Regions from separate parts of the Siniperca chuatsi genome. Here region 2 is linked to region 1. The links are chromatin contacts, called in public Hi-C maps. All regions are on one chromosome and are shown on one strand. The core of a region is the stretch at or near the end of the contact, and the rest is flanking DNA. Distances in the headings are between cores, read along the strand shown. Region 1 overlaps rnf144aa (probable E3 ubiquitin-protein ligase RNF144A-A). Region 2 holds the start of rsad2 (radical S-adenosyl methionine domain-containing protein 2).

The links. A called contact is a pair of places that touch in the nucleus more often than the background predicts.
Region 2: a contact with region 1 is called in a Hi-C map of liver, with 2.1 times the contacts expected there. The contact joins the promoter of rsad2 here to the enhancer-like site in region 1. A contact is called at or near these places in 3 of 3 Hi-C or Micro-C datasets (liver, skeletal muscle and an unstated tissue).

The regions. Positions count from the first base shown.
Region 1 is chrLG15:15,682,306-15,689,908 of ASM2008510v1, reverse strand. rnf144aa (probable E3 ubiquitin-protein ligase RNF144A-A) reads left to right here. Exons shown (of 8, transcript XM_044166977.1): 8 at 855-4,869. The coding sequence ends at 986. Among protein-coding and RNA genes, the nearest start is that of rnf144aa, 32 kb to the left of the region's middle. Within about 2 kb of position 4,863, the one cell type or tissue checked has an H3K27ac peak away from gene starts, as active enhancers do. A contact at or near this core is called in liver, where this site is marked.
Region 2 is chrLG15:15,718,484-15,726,086 of ASM2008510v1, reverse strand. rsad2 (radical S-adenosyl methionine domain-containing protein 2) reads left to right here and starts at 2,603. Exons shown (of 7, transcript XM_044166976.1): 1 at 2,603-3,011; 2 at 3,098-3,259; 3 at 3,521-3,750; 4 at 3,845-3,994; 5 at 4,859-4,891; 6 at 5,254-7,603. The coding sequence starts at 2,687. The coding sequence ends at 5,418. It overlaps cmpk2 (UMP-CMP kinase 2, mitochondrial), which reads right to left and starts at 1,760. Exons shown (of 6, transcript XM_044166975.1): 1 at 1,352-1,760; 2 at 1,069-1,252; 3 at 676-790; 4 at 85-286. The coding sequence starts at 1,659. rnf144aa (probable E3 ubiquitin-protein ligase RNF144A-A) reads left to right here and starts at 7,554. Exons shown (of 8, transcript XM_044166977.1): 1 at 7,554-7,603.

The DNA of each region.
Region 1 (7,603 bases), core at 3,614-6,113:
ATCTTGCACATCATCTCAAACATGGCTGTCACTGAGTTTAATGCCCCAGTCAATTTATATGCCAGTCTTCGTCCTAGCCCTGAATCCAGAAAGTAAAAATGTATTCCTTTCTTTGTATTGCACCATGCAGCGCAACATTTATTTCAGTCATTATAGTTTGCAGTAGTAAGAGAGAATCTAATATATATGCTGTTCATTTAAAAAATAAAATAAAATATGCCTTTTTAAATTGCCACACTATGGGGAAAGCAAAGCTTTCTGAAGCATTTTGAAGCAATTGTGCTGACAGTTTTGTTGTTTTGAGGCATTGTGTGCCATCTGCAGGCCATCATGTAGTATTGCAGTTGATTGGAAGGATTCAAGGCAAGCTCTTGTGAAACAGTGAGATTAAAAAAACAAACATCATCACTGTCATCTTTGATATTTTGTGCAGTACAAGTTGCAGAATGAAGTTATTTTAAAAAATGTTGAAAAGGTGTAAGTAACCTACCTACTCATCGCTTACATGTGTAATGTATCAAAGCTTGCAAAAGTAAGGCACTGATACATTTTGGTGGACTTGTATTCTATAGGATGATGCTGTCAAGTAGCTTTTAAAGGGACAGTTCACCACAAAATCAAAAATACATATTTTTCCTCTTACCTGTAGTGCTATTTCTTTCCAGAAATCATGACCTGGTTGCTGATAAATAGCACTACAGGTAAAAGGAAAAATATGTATTTTTGATTTTGGGGTGAACTGTCCCTTTTAAGTGTAACATCACTGCACCCATCCCTTACATGCACCTGCTACTGTATGTATGAGTGTTGTATTTAAAACAATGTATTTCATTTTTGCTGATGTCTCCCTGCAGGTTGTGGGGATCTTTGCTGGCTTCGGCCTGCTCCTGCTGGTTGCCTCCCCCTTCCTCCTCCTGGCCACTCCAATCGTCCTCTGCTGCAAGTGCAAGTGCAGCAAAGGCGATGACGACCCATTGCCAACTTAAACACGCCATCAGAGCTGGAGCGGAGAGCCGCTTCAAGGATGGGGCATCTTTTTTTCCTTTTCACCCCTTTCCGTTCTTTTCCTCCCACCAGCTTTGAGCACTTCATTTTTTTGGGGCTGAGCCTGCACCAGCCCTGGCTGATTCGGGATCCATCGCTCTGCATGAGAGAGGCATGGTAGAAAAGCGACCCTACACCTTGGCCTGAAGAGAGGTGCAGGGTCAAAGGTCGGAGGAGGTCAGACTTGTCTAAGGACCAATGAGTCCATGTGTGTGAGACGTTGGTGGTTTGGGGACGTGGAAGAAGTCTGGGCCACTTCAAGTGGTCCTCAGTCGTGGGTTACTGTGGTGTGGTATTTCCTCTAAGCAAATGCTTTTCTCTTGCATGGACAATATCATGCAGGAGCCACCTTAGAAAGAACTTTTACTTTATTGCTCTGTTTTGTCAGTTTGTCGTACGCAACAAAAGCTTTTTCCCCGCCACCACACTCGATGTAGCTCTGCAGATTCAGTCAGTAGCATTAGAGTTACGCCACGCATGTCTGGTGTTCACTCGATTTGCACACAGAACGTGATTTCTATGTCATGTTCACGACTGAGGTAGAGACGGGAGGCTGTTGTCACTCTCAACTCAATGTACAGCACGTCCTCTTGATGATGTCAATGTTTTATAACCTCTTGCTTTTAATAGAACTGTGCTCAGAGTAGTGTCTATGTGTTGTACTTTTGAGTGTTTTCCAACCTGTTAGGTACATTTATTAAAGGGGATTTCCACTCAAATCTAATAAATACACTTAATTTCTGTGGTCAAGTGAAAATGAAGACTAGCTATATTCAACTTTCAGCTTATGTTTTATACCCTAATGTCCTTTTTTTCATTATTGTTACCATTTCTCTAATACATTCTCTTTGGCAGACCTTTGGAGTCATCTTTGAGTGAGAGAGAGAGAGAGAGAGAGAGAGAGAGAGAGAGAGAGAGATTCGGAAGATGTTACAGATGTTTATGATCCAGAAATTTCCCAAATTGAGTGGTGCTCCCCTTTAAGTTCAACATTAACGTGAAGTCTGTCAGAGGACTTTGTATCCACATGTTGTGGAACTATTTTAATACTTAACTAAAAGAGATGTCACTCCTGTAATTCTTAGTCCCCAGGTGGTGGCTTAGCCAAATAGAAATTAATAGCCTTAAATTGAGAATAGCCAAAATCAGGCATTTCCCCCTGTGCATTAAAGAGAGTTAAGTCAAATTCATTAATCCCATGGAAAGCATGTTTAGCAGCATTTTCAAGTATTACAGACAGTCAGTGAAGCCCTTTATATTCAGATGATTCTATGATGTCATCCATATGCCACACTGTTAATAGCCATACTGTAAAAAAAAAAACAAAAAAAACAAACAACTGTCCTAAACTGATGTTTTGTGTGACCTAGGGCCTGTATTTCCTAAGCCTTTTTGAGCAGGAGAGCTAATCAACATCCACCCAACCATCATCACAAACGATCTGAAGCTTAACTCAGATCAGATCTCCCACTCTTTGAGACTTAATACCTGCCGGCCCAAATTGCAAACTTGCATATGTTAGTGGTCCAAGTGTCAATGTTTTGTTTTGTTGGTAGTTAGACCTCCAACAACAAGCAGCTATTCCTTGCAGGGATGTCAGAAAAGCCTATAGAGTAAATATAAAAGAATGTTCCATTTTCGGGCACATAATTATGAAGCTGCTCTATACTATATCACTTTATCTATGCAAGTTTGTACATTATCGTTCTTAAAAGGCTATCGATTGGTCATAATCAAGTGTATGTCATGGGTAGGTTCATATAGTGAAAGCTGCAGAATGTCACCATATATGTGCATACATATCATGGCTTTTATTTAATCAGGGAATTATTCAAAAACCATCCATTTTATTTTCAGCATCTATGTTGCTGTTATCTATCTGTGTTTTAACTATATTTCAAGTTTGTGAGCTTGAAAATCAGGACAAAATTTGGCCATTTTTCATTTGATAATGTCTTGATTTTTTTTGGGGGGGGGCATCTCAAATGTCTTTTAATAGTTGAACGAAGTCGAATCTTTTTTTCTTATTTTCTGTTACCATGCATAGCCATTCTAATGTTTTGAATAAGCTATTTAGTACTGCTTACTTTCCCCTCCCTTCTGGTGTAAGTTACCAGTGTTGATGTAGCATTTCATGAGAGGTGTGGCTACAGTTACCAAAACAGGCGATTAATAGTTAACAACAGTAGCTAATCTGCAACTCACTCATGTCCTCATAAATTTAGCTCCAATATCCAGTATGATAATCCTTATTAGTAGCCTTAAATTTAGAGTAACTTACCTGTAGCTTGTGTTGCTTTCACTGACCTCATCTACTGTATGAGCATGATAATTTGATATCAAAGCCAGTCCAATTTCTACCTATCGAAGTTTGGTGCTTGCCCCAAAAATAGTTAAATTCCACAAGCTTTTGTTGTTTTTATGACAATCGTGCCAAGCAGATTTCCTGGAAGGGATAAGGAAACAGAGCTGTCTATTGTATGTGCATTTTGACTATATATTTGTAATGTATCAACAGTTTTTACAGGGTGGAAAATATTTTAATGCTTCTTTATGTAAACGCTGCACTGTATATGGGTTTCATTGTTTTACTACTTGATATGATCTGTGATGTGTGTGTGGTATGGTGCCTGCTGTGTTTAATGGAGGACTTTAGCACCTGAAATCAATGTCAATTTATTAGAAAAGTCAATACATACGAGAGATTGCAACCGTACTTCTTAAGAGGTTTCACAACTTAATGTATCAGGACTGATATCACCAGGATAAAGATTAATATCAAATAGTTCAAAATCTTCATTTAAACACAAAATTATCACCATCATCAAAGTCTTACTAAAGTAACTAAAGTCGAACAAAATCATGGCCACTTCCATTTTTTACACAACATTTTTCTTTATCTATGTTTGCTGGCACCACTGAACAGGTAGATACTGTATTATGCAACAGATATAAAAGGGCCAAACAGCAAATATTACAATCACTGCAGTGTCACATTGCATAATCATTTTCTACACTGGAGCCAGAAGAGGCTTTTCAGGGCTCGACATAAAGGCCTATATAACCACTTAAGCAGATGAAACATCAGCACAGGTGTTGGTTAGGACAGTTTGACTGAGGGCTTGTCTCTAAGATTTGGGAAGCAAGGTGAAGGTTATTTTTACAAAGGCTCAATATCTACTTTGCAAGTATCCGAAGATCAAGTTTAGTTACAAGCAACAATTTATATTTTATAATCTGTTGTGTCAAGAGATGAAGCTGCATGATTTTTCTCTGACTTCTACATGTTAAATATTACAATATTGTAGCCTCTAAAGATCTTTGGAATGGTAGCGTTGTCACTATCACCCAGCTGACTTGTTTGGTTTTTTTTGAGTTTATTTCTTTCCCTCCTTTTTTAAAGAAATATGTTTTGACGTTCAGCCATATGATATACAATGTTGGTTGGCCTTCCTCAATTCAGCAGGTTGGCTTTAAGTGTCTGTTACTTTTTTGGGTTTTTTTATACGCCTGTGTTACGTCATAGTTTGTTGTATTTGCATTTGTTTTAAGAGCAGACTTCTTCAGGCCTGATTGGTCACCTCAGTAAGTGGATTATTGTCAGAGGAAATGCTGTCTGTACACAAGATGTCTGTATTTGGAGATGGTTAACAATGTCTTTAGTCAGTAATTGAAAGTACATCGACCTGGGTGATACAAAGATATCAACATTGTAAAATGGCATATTTGGATCAATTCTGCACAACGTAGACTCGGCATCTCAGTATATCTACAGTTCCACTAACACTGTGACACCAGGTATTAAAGGTTGTTGTTTTTTTGTGATTCTGCTCTCATTCATTCACACCAGGGTATTGAAATATTACAGTTTATGCATCTCAAACATACCATGAGGAAGTCTTGTGGCCCATTTGGTTGTGAAATGGCTCCCTCTGGTGTTTAAAGTGTATAGTTCTCCTTTCCATTAACAGGAAGATCTATAGTACAAGAGGAGCACTACTTCATGGAGATAATCAGCAATAAACAGTAGCAAGCAAAATAATGTACCATCACAAAAATTGATATCACAAGAGTGTGGGATTTTTAGTCATTTTTAAATTGTTCTCACCTTCCTACATGGGTGGATTAATAGTTGTCATACACTAACTTCTTTTTAATGTTTTTTTTTTTAATCCTCTGGAGGCGTATTTATTGTTTCATTCTCTTAACAATAACCTTTTTGTAGAAAATGTCCACATCCTCTTAGCCTTTGTTTTACTTGCATCAAGCATCTTTCCTTCATATTCACGGCAGCTCTGTCTGTTCATCAGACATGTGTCAGCCTTTTGTTAAGGTCTGCCAAAGAACAGGTTGTTCTCTCCCCCTCTCTGCCTTTGTGTCTATTTCCTGCCAGATGCTGGATTGGGAGCATTAACAAGACAACCCTGCAAATGAAAGTGCAAACGCCCGGTGATATATCATCCCTCACCAGCTGTTCTCTGTTTGGAAGTCTCTCCACCAATCACTGGGCAGGACCACAGGAAGTTACCATCTGTGGGCATCATGGTGACAGAGTTTGTGGATGGGCGCTGAAGCTGATGTCTTATCTGGAGCAAATGAAGTATGATACAGGGGGAGAGAGGGGGGTGTGAGGAAGGAAATGGAGAGATGGACAGAGAGACAGGGAGGAGTGTATCACCTGGAAGACAAAGAGCTGAACATCAGAGAAACAGGAGACAGAGAGCCAAGCTCCATCGCTGAGAAAGGGATGGATGAAAAGAGAAGACACAAGGCCTTTGCACCTGCTCTGTATAGAACACAAGGTTCTGATATCACACGTGTGCTGGCTGCAGGCCGATCAGGCTGCTCTGCTCTGGCTTTACCTTCCAACACCTTGCTGCCAAGTCCTCCTTCTGCTCCCCATCAGCATCCTCTCCTCTGCTGCTCTGCACTTAGAAACCAACTAACCAACAAACTCTTAACCTTTTTATACTATAGCATCAATGCGTGTGTGTCTTGTTTGTCTTGTCCATAAAATATCTTGAAACTATAGAATATTTACAGGAAAAGTGGCTAAGCAAACATTTTCTCCATATAGTCTAGTCCAGTGGTTCCCTAAACCTATTTTGCTTCTGACCTCTTAATATGAAGCAGCATCTACTTGTGACACCCCATCACAGGGTACATGACTGTGAGCAGTTAAATCACAACAGATTTTTCCTTATTTTTTGTACTTTTTGGATGCCTGAAGACAAACTATCCAGTATTTTACACAAAAAAAGATTAAAGAAAGGTCTGAAAAATAAACATAATATTGTGTATTTAGAATTTTGATTTTTTTCTTTTTTCTTTTTCATTTCTTACCAGAGTAATCATCAGCCCCTTAGGTCTAGTCCTTGCAATGCAAATGTAAATTCAGTGACAGTTGATAGAGACAGGAAAACCTTGCCTCTGTACAGGAAAGACACCTTTTAAAAAGAACACATGGAATTAAATGTACCATTGTTATCTTCATCAAAAGTGTTGATTAATGGCTCTGAGTCTACACTAGTATCAACACTACTAGTAATGCTACGTGTAGTCTAACAATGTCATTGGATAAATGCCTCTGCTTCATCTTACTCAACATAGCTTGTTAGTATGGTCAGCTAAATACCTTGATGATCGTTACATGACCAGAACTCAGTAAGAGACATCATACTACCCGCAGGAATTCTGAAGGTAAATTTTCATGAACACTATGGTATAGCAGAAGGTCATTAAGTAGTTGTGTTGTAATATAATGATTTACTTGATGTTAATGGTAAATCTGCTTGCCAGAAGAGGGAACTAGAGTCCTGTAAAAACAGCACAGGCTGTTTGTCAATAATGATACACACACTGACTTTTGATACATCAAATACTAAGCGATGAAATGTTGTCACTGTCCAAAGATTAAAATGCTGCTCTGTTCCTAGCATTTATAGTTTATAGAGTCCACTTCTTCTGCACATTTTTGCCACAAAATTTCAAAGCAGCTAGGGTCAAATAGATCAGGGATTCATTCTGTATGGTTCAGCACCCTTATTTAATCACTCATTCATCATTTAGGGCAGGAAGTAGTCTTCAGTGCAATATACAACCATATACCATATATATTCTGTTCCACTGAGCATTGATGCTTATTCTAGAGGCTCCTTCCTCAGTCCTGACATGTCAAGCTGACGGGCAGCATTTGCCCCCGCCAAGGAAAGAATAGAGTAAACACACGTTGACATTAAAAACTAAGAGTTCCATGCTAGCTCTCGATGGGGGTTAAGGCTTAGTAATAGGCATGTGCATTCACTCATACTTCCACACATAGCACACTCTAATTATAACCAGGGGCCATTGTACATCTGCCAGTGACTGACATGAAATGACATGGCCCCGCCTCTGATCTATTTTATCCCAGCATGTAGTTGTACTGCTCATTGTCCCTAAAGCCTATGACACCTATTAGCTCTCATTAGCTTCCTGTGGTTCGGCAAGACAAGGCTCTGGCCTGTCAAATCAACAACAAAGGGGATGTACAGTATTTGTTGATGTTGTTCTACAACAA
Region 2 (7,603 bases), core at 1,354-3,853, 38 kb before region 1:
CCCTGTGGAGTATATCTATTGTCCCCTCTATCACAAACCAGGTCACAAAACAGACAAACTTCACAACATCTCAGCTGTCTTTACCTGTCAATGATGACAGGTGTCTTCATGCCCTCCTGGCCTATTTGTTCTGCTGTGATGTAGTTCCCCAGAGCATAGAAGGCCCTGCGGATGAGGGGCGGCTCCTGATCAAAGCGGGCCCTCAAGGGAGACAGGCACTGGGGAGGGGACCGCAGGAGAGCGGCCCCCAGAGTATCTCTCAGAGACTCAGTCAGAGTGGTCTTACCTGTGATGGGAAGAAGGAGGGAGGAAAGAGTCACCTCACAAACAAAGAAGAAACACAAAGACTGAGTAAGTGTTCAGAGAGCAAAAGGTAGAATTCGTCATATGTTTTAAATGTAATAAGGGAGTGAAGTGACTCTTGAAAAGTTGACTCCCATCCTACCTACATGGTTGAGTTTTCATGAGGTTTGCAAAGAGTATTAGATGAGTGCACTCTTCAATAAACCATTTTCACAGTGATGTAACTTTCCTGAGGTCATGATACATGATATTCCATTAGGCGAAGCTCACTGGCAGATAATGGCTTTAGCAGAGAACAACGGGCCATCACTTGAGCAAGACATCTATACATCAAACAGATCCCATATTTATTTATGAGGTAATGGCATTAACCTGTGGCATCCAGGCCCTCTATGACAATAACAGGGAAGTCTGGTTTACTTCTGGCCTCCGCTCGGCTGGGCAGCAGCTCCAGCACAGACGACGCCTCTGGGATGATGTCACCACACTGCAGAACAGACACAATCATTGTGCTGCTGTGAGAGGAGGCAGGAGGGAGTCATAGACTGTGACGCACATGAACAAACGCACTACTGTGGGCCACCTGGCACTGATAGATAAATGGAAGAATCAAGTGGGGCACTTGGTTTACACTGCTGTACCTTCCTCTGCCACATGAGTGTGCCATTTTGCCATTTTATCTTGCAAATAAATCAATATCTCTACACTATTCGCTTATGTGATTGTAAAACTGGTCTGTGCATATTATTATGAGACTATAAGCACCTTTTTTATAACTTCATAGGCCTCCTCAAAACTGTAGAAAACATCAGAGTTGATGATGTTGAGAGTAGATGGGTGATATTGTGGCGCTTCTGAGGGTACCACATAGTACTCCTTTGACGTTTCCATAGTTTGGCTGTCTGCATGAGACCACAGATGCTGAGTCCACAGTTGGCCTTCCTCACGTCTGAAGTATGAACACACAAACACTGGATCATGTTGTATTAAACGTCGTAAAAGCCGTTCTGACGAGGATGAACTCTCAGAATTATCTTTTAAAAAGTACCCCTTGATGAGAGAATCCTTGACATTTGGCAGAAAGGAGGACATAGGAGACAAATCACACTCTGGAGGCAAGCCTCTCAGCAATTTCCCTTTCAGCTCCCCGTAAAACTTGGCTCGTCTGATTCTGTCGTCGCTGCAGACGAGGAGAGAGTAACACCTGCCATTGTTTCGGACTTCTCTGAACACCCGCGGCACTTCTTCTCTCCGGTGCGTTTCTTGAATTGAGAAGTAGAAGGGTGCTCCATCCAGCTCCACTGAAAAAATACGAGAGGACCACTGAGAAAGAAGAGACATTGCGCGCCGTGCCATCTGTTACACGAGACGTTGTGATCAGTTTCCAATCTGGTGCACTGATACTAACTGCGAGGCATTATGTAAACTGACCGCTGCAGAGAAAACGAAACTTACCGGGCTGAAAGGCAAAATGAAACTCTGCGATTACTCTGAAATGGGTTGTGCAAGTTAAAGCCTTTGTTGCTGATTCTGAGAAACACTTTCCTTGACCCCGAGTTATGTTTATAGAAGAATCGTTAGGACAAATACTTGCTGGTTGTGTCACAGAAAGGTGGTGTCTCTTTGACATCATATACCAACAAATACTTGCTGGTTGTGTCACAGAAAGGTGGTGTCTCTTTGACATTATATTGAGAGGTGCTCACTTTCAAAACCGCAGAAGCTGGGCATTAAGGGAACTGGGGGTGAGAAATTGTGAATGTATACATAAAAGAAAAGAAACTTGGGATGAAATTACTTATTATTAAGGAAACAGAGATGAATAAGGGTGGAAGAAAGAGAAAACAAATTGCCTCTGCATAGCTCTGAAAACTAATAATCTTTTATTGACAGTAAGGTATTGAAGACGCGCTCAAAACAAGCCAAGGATGCAGACATAAGCACGAAAAAATAGAAAGAACGTCAGCAGGCAACCATTACCAAACATCTGACTGCTGTGCAGAGTTTTTTGCCATCAACAGCACTGTTACAACTATGCATTATTATGAATGGTATATCACCAATATCTATATAATCGCATATAGGCCTACCCTTTAAGCTTCCTATAAAGTTCCTCGTTCGTCATACTGTTGCATCTGTATAATGGCTGAAAGTGTATTTACTGTATGGACGCATTATAATTTCGCCCTCAGCATCATATTTTATCGCTGGGTCATCTGCCGGTGTTCCGGTCACGCACCCAGCTGGGTTTCGTTTTCGATGTTTGTAAACAGAAACTCAGCTGCTCTATTTTCCTTCTCTTTGTTAATGTACGCCCTGCAGCCCTCTATATAAGATCTGTCAACAGTGCGAACAGAGCAGGTGTGATTCGGTCGGTTTGAAGATGCAGTTCTCCCCTGTGGTCGCGTCTCCGAAGCTGCTGCTGCAGCTCTGCATCAGCACCCTGCACTGCATTATGGCGAGCATCATTTCAACAGTTTGTTACTGGACAGCAGGAGCCTGCAAGGGAACAACTTCACCCGTTCCACCTGTTGACAGCAATCTGGATCAAAGGAAAGTCCAAAATGCGATGACTCCAACAAGTGTCAACTATCACTTTACACGCAAGTGTAATTACAAATGTGGATTTTGTTTCCACACTGCAAAAACCTCCTTCGTCCTGCCTCTAGAGGAAGCCAAGAGGGGCCTCAAACTTCTGAAGGAATCAGGTAAGATTGACAGATCAGTATATTCTGCTCTGTTGTGTGGTGTCAAACCTCTTGCATGAGGTTAAATTCATCTCTCTGTTTATCAGGCATGGAAAAGATCAACTTCTCTGGAGGAGAGCCTTTTTTGCATGAGAAAGGAGAATTTCTGGGGAAATTAGTTCAGTTCTGTAAACTGGACCTCCAGCTCCCAAGTGTCAGCATTGTCAGCAATGGGAGCATGATCAAAGAAAAATGGTTCCAGAAATATGGTAAGATTCCAAATTAGTGTCAACTTTGTAGGACAAATTCATTCTTGTTTTGTATTGCTCTATTTTAACTTTTTTTTACCATATTGTACACTAGATGGGAGCATAGTTTTAGTCTAAGAAGAAGAAATAATGCCTTAATTTGGCACCAAAGCAAATGTTATGCTTGATCTTAAAAAAATATGCTCTCTCTCTCTCTCTCTCTCTCTCTCTCTCTCTCTCTCTCTCTCTCTCTCTCTCTCTTTCTCTCTCTCTCTCCACCAGGTGACTATCTGGACATCCTGGCCATCTCCTGTGACAGTTTTGATGAAGCAACCAACCAGCTAATTGGCAGAACTCAGGGCCGTAAGAGCCACGTTGACAACCTTCACAAGATTCGCAACTGGTGCCAGCAGTACAAAGTGGCATTCAAGATCAACTCGGTCATCAACACCTTCAACATGGACGAAGACATGACGGAGCCCATCACCCAGCTTAACCCAGTCCGCTGGAAGGTAACAATAGAAAGGCAGAGTGTATATGTTTGGTGTGTATGAGTTTCTTGACACACACATACTCACCCTCTCTGTCTGTGCTTCCTCTGTTCAGGTGTTCCAGTGTCTGCTGATTGACGGGGAAAATGCAGGAGAGGAAGCCCTGAGAGAGGCAGAGAGGTTCGTCATCAGTGACCAACTGTTTCAGGAGTTTCTGGATAGACACAGTAGCATCTCCTGCCTTGTTCCGGAGTCCAATGAGAAGGTATGAGATTGTTAACAGTGGCAACAAATATGACTGTAGATACGTTTAAATTCACAAACTTATGCCCATATACTCAGAAACATCTTATTTTGGGTAAGCATTTTATACAAACCTTTGACACCTCTACTGTCTATATGTGCTAACATGTTGAGATACTGTGACGTCTCTAAAAGAATGATAGCAAGTTCAATTTCACCAAAATCTGTCACAGTTTAATGAATGAGTGAAAATGAACGCCCATGTTATCTGTTCCTACATAATATTCCCATTCACTGCAATGTCCTGCCCAGATTTAGCACTCTGCCACCTGTCTCTCTGATTTTACAATAGTATAAATGATAATAAACAATGGTCACAATACTGTCATCCAAATGTACCCATCACACTGTGCACATCAGATTGCACAGACAGTGAATTGTTAAAAAGTGAATGGAAAAGAGATAGTAAACTGTTAAATATCAAAGTAAGCAAGAAATCTAATTAGGTGTCTCATAATTGGAGTACAGTCGTAACTAGGTTATTATGACCCAGTTTCAAAGCTGACTGATCAAATTCCAGGTTACTGGAGAAACTGAAACAAGAATGGAATTCTGTGCGTGCAAATGTAAAGTATTATATAACCATAAGGGTCATGTAGCATGTCAGCTATATTCATTGGATCAAGGCCCACCCACAATGTACCGTGGCAGAGACCAACTCATCCTGTCAGTAATAATACTGAAACATTTTTGTAGGACATTTTCTATTGGGTGGAACAACATCAGCAGTGTTGTTAGCAAAGTAAATAGTGTGACAATGTTGGGAATCAGATGCCAGGCCGTAGACTAACAAAACTGAAGTTTGTGGTCTTGGTTGTCTTCACAGATGAGGAATTCCTACCTGATCCTGGATGAATATGTAAGTACCTTATATTGTTTATGGACTAAACACACTCCTCTTGAGATTGCTACTTTCACAGCCCGTGGTCTTTCCTTAATTTAACTGTTAGTGTGAATGGGCCATTAAGTTTGCTTAAGTTTTGTTAGATGTTGAAGTAAAAGCACTTCCCTCCAAGTTTGGGGCAATTAGAAGTAATTAAATGGTGACTGCTTGATTGGAGTTGAAAGGCTTAAGTTTGGCTTAATTCTGAACATTTAAATTTGCAAGTTTTTAGGTATTTGAATGAGGAATAATCTAAAAACTGTTCAGTACACAGGTAACTTAACACATCTGAAGAGCATTTAAATGTGTAACTGATTTAGTCTTTCTTCATTTTTCAGATGCGTTTCCTGGACTGTCGAGCAGGCAGGAAGGACCCGTCCAAGTCCATCCTCGATGTTGGTGTGAAGGATGCCATTAGCTTCAGTGGCTTTGATGAAAAGATGTTTCTAAAGAGAGGAGGGAAATATGTGTGGAGCAAAGCCAACATGAAGCTGCAGTGGTGAAAATCTGCAACTCCATTTTGATTTACCTTTGTTGAGTGATTGCACTGATAATTTGTACAGTATGAATGTTTTTATCTTTATTTGTGTCTGTTATTTTTATAACTTAATTTACAGCTTGGTTGTTGAAAAACAGTGTTAAGACATGCTAAATTCAAAGTCAGATTTTTTGCACTTTGTTGTTTTGATAGATAGATAGATAGATAGATAGATAGATAGATAGATAGATAGATAGATAGATAGATAGATAGATAGATAGATAGATAGATAGATAGATAGATAGATAGATAGATAGATGATTGATTGATTGATTGATTGATTGATTGAGAGATATATTTTTGTTTCCTTGCACTGCAGAGCAAATATAATTTAATAAAAACATTTTTCATTAGAAAAATTGTTAAAGTGTTTTATTTTATTTTTGTCAGCATGTAGCACTCTAAATTATCATGAAAAGCCACATTGTTCCATTATGGCCAATTAAAGGCCAGCCTGAAGGTGCTGGCATAAGATAAACAGCTATAAGATTATGTAATAATTACATTATACATCACTTTCGGGTTTAACAACTTCAATATAACTACATTTTGTTCATGAACAATTTGTTTCCTTAAATTTCATCCCACTATATTAATAAATAATATATAATCATTTGCACTGATTTAATTAATAAACTTTATTTATACAGCACTTTTCAAAACAAAGTTACAAAGTGCTTTACATGGTTGAACAACGATTGGACTGCAATGAGGCTAATAAAATCAAACAATTAAAATAATACAAAAATAAAATGGAATATAATACCCAACAATAATATAATAATATAGTATCGTATACAATATAGATAAAAACAACAATAATAATAATAATAATACAAATAAGACATGTTGGAAATAAAACAGTGTGCTAACATTAATTAAAAGCTTTTTTTAAAAGACAAGTTTTGAGAAGTGATTTGCACTGATTTGATCTGCATAACAGAGCAGACACTGGTCACACTGGCTCCTGTAATAACATGAGAGTTCCATTAAAGTAAGTTGAATAGATGCCATGAATGACTTTGACAACTGAAAGGAATTCTAACCTTGTAATCCTCAAGTTGAGCAAGAACTAGTCCACCCACTCACTGTCATGAGTTCAGTGTGTGGCCACTGCATCAGGCACCCCAGCAGGTGCTGGGCCATGCCATTATGTAGACATTTTTATCCTTGCTAAACTGAGCAGACTGGTCTGTCCTGTTATCTATACTGTTGGGGACAAGTCTCTACTTGTTTTAGAAACCTGGTAGACAACAGCTGTTACAAAGTACATTCTATTGTTCTACTTTGCCCTTTGTTGGTAAATGGACATTTTATATGGAAGTTCAAATCATGAGAGCTGTAGCAATATTTTGATGACTGTCTCAGTCTTGATAAGGGTTGGTGCACTGTGTAAACACCAAGGACAACAATGGAAATAAGTCCAGGACTTATATCATTCTGTCCCTGAAAAAGTCTGTATTGTCTTCTATAAATATAACAAAAAACAAAAACAAAAACTTGCTCCAAACATTTTCACGTGAGGTTATACATTACATTTAGCAAAGGTTTCACTTCACTCTTGTGAGAGATTAGTTTAATGAAATAATAGTCAAACTAGACTGAACCTCATTTTGCTGGGGACTCTCTGCAGACTTAAGGACCCCTGGATTTCAGAAGGACCTACTCTAAGGGGTGGATTCACTCAAATTCACCCAAAAACTTTTTTTTTGTCTGTCTGTCTCTCTGTCTCCATCCCAAAACAGTGGAGGCAAATGAAATGTAACTATGTAAAAGTGACTATGTAAATTCCATTCACCTCCATTGTATTGGGGTTGTATTAGGCTATTTGTCTAGGGTCTCAAAACCTGGGAAATAACTATCTGCAAACTACAGTATCTGCATGGCTAGATACCACTACCCTAAATTATCATGACAAGTCACCTTCTTTCATTATGGCCAGTTAAAGGCCAGCCTGAAGGTACTGGCATAAGATAAACAAGATATCTGCATGGCTAGATACCACTAGGGGGAGGTGAGAAAACATGTTATTTGCAATTTGTACCGAATCTTATAAAAGCCGATTGCAGTATTTTGACAGCAGGGGGCGCTGTCGTTTGTGAAAAGGTGGTGGGCGCTGAGCTCTCCTTAAAGCGGCAGCGCAGGACGGC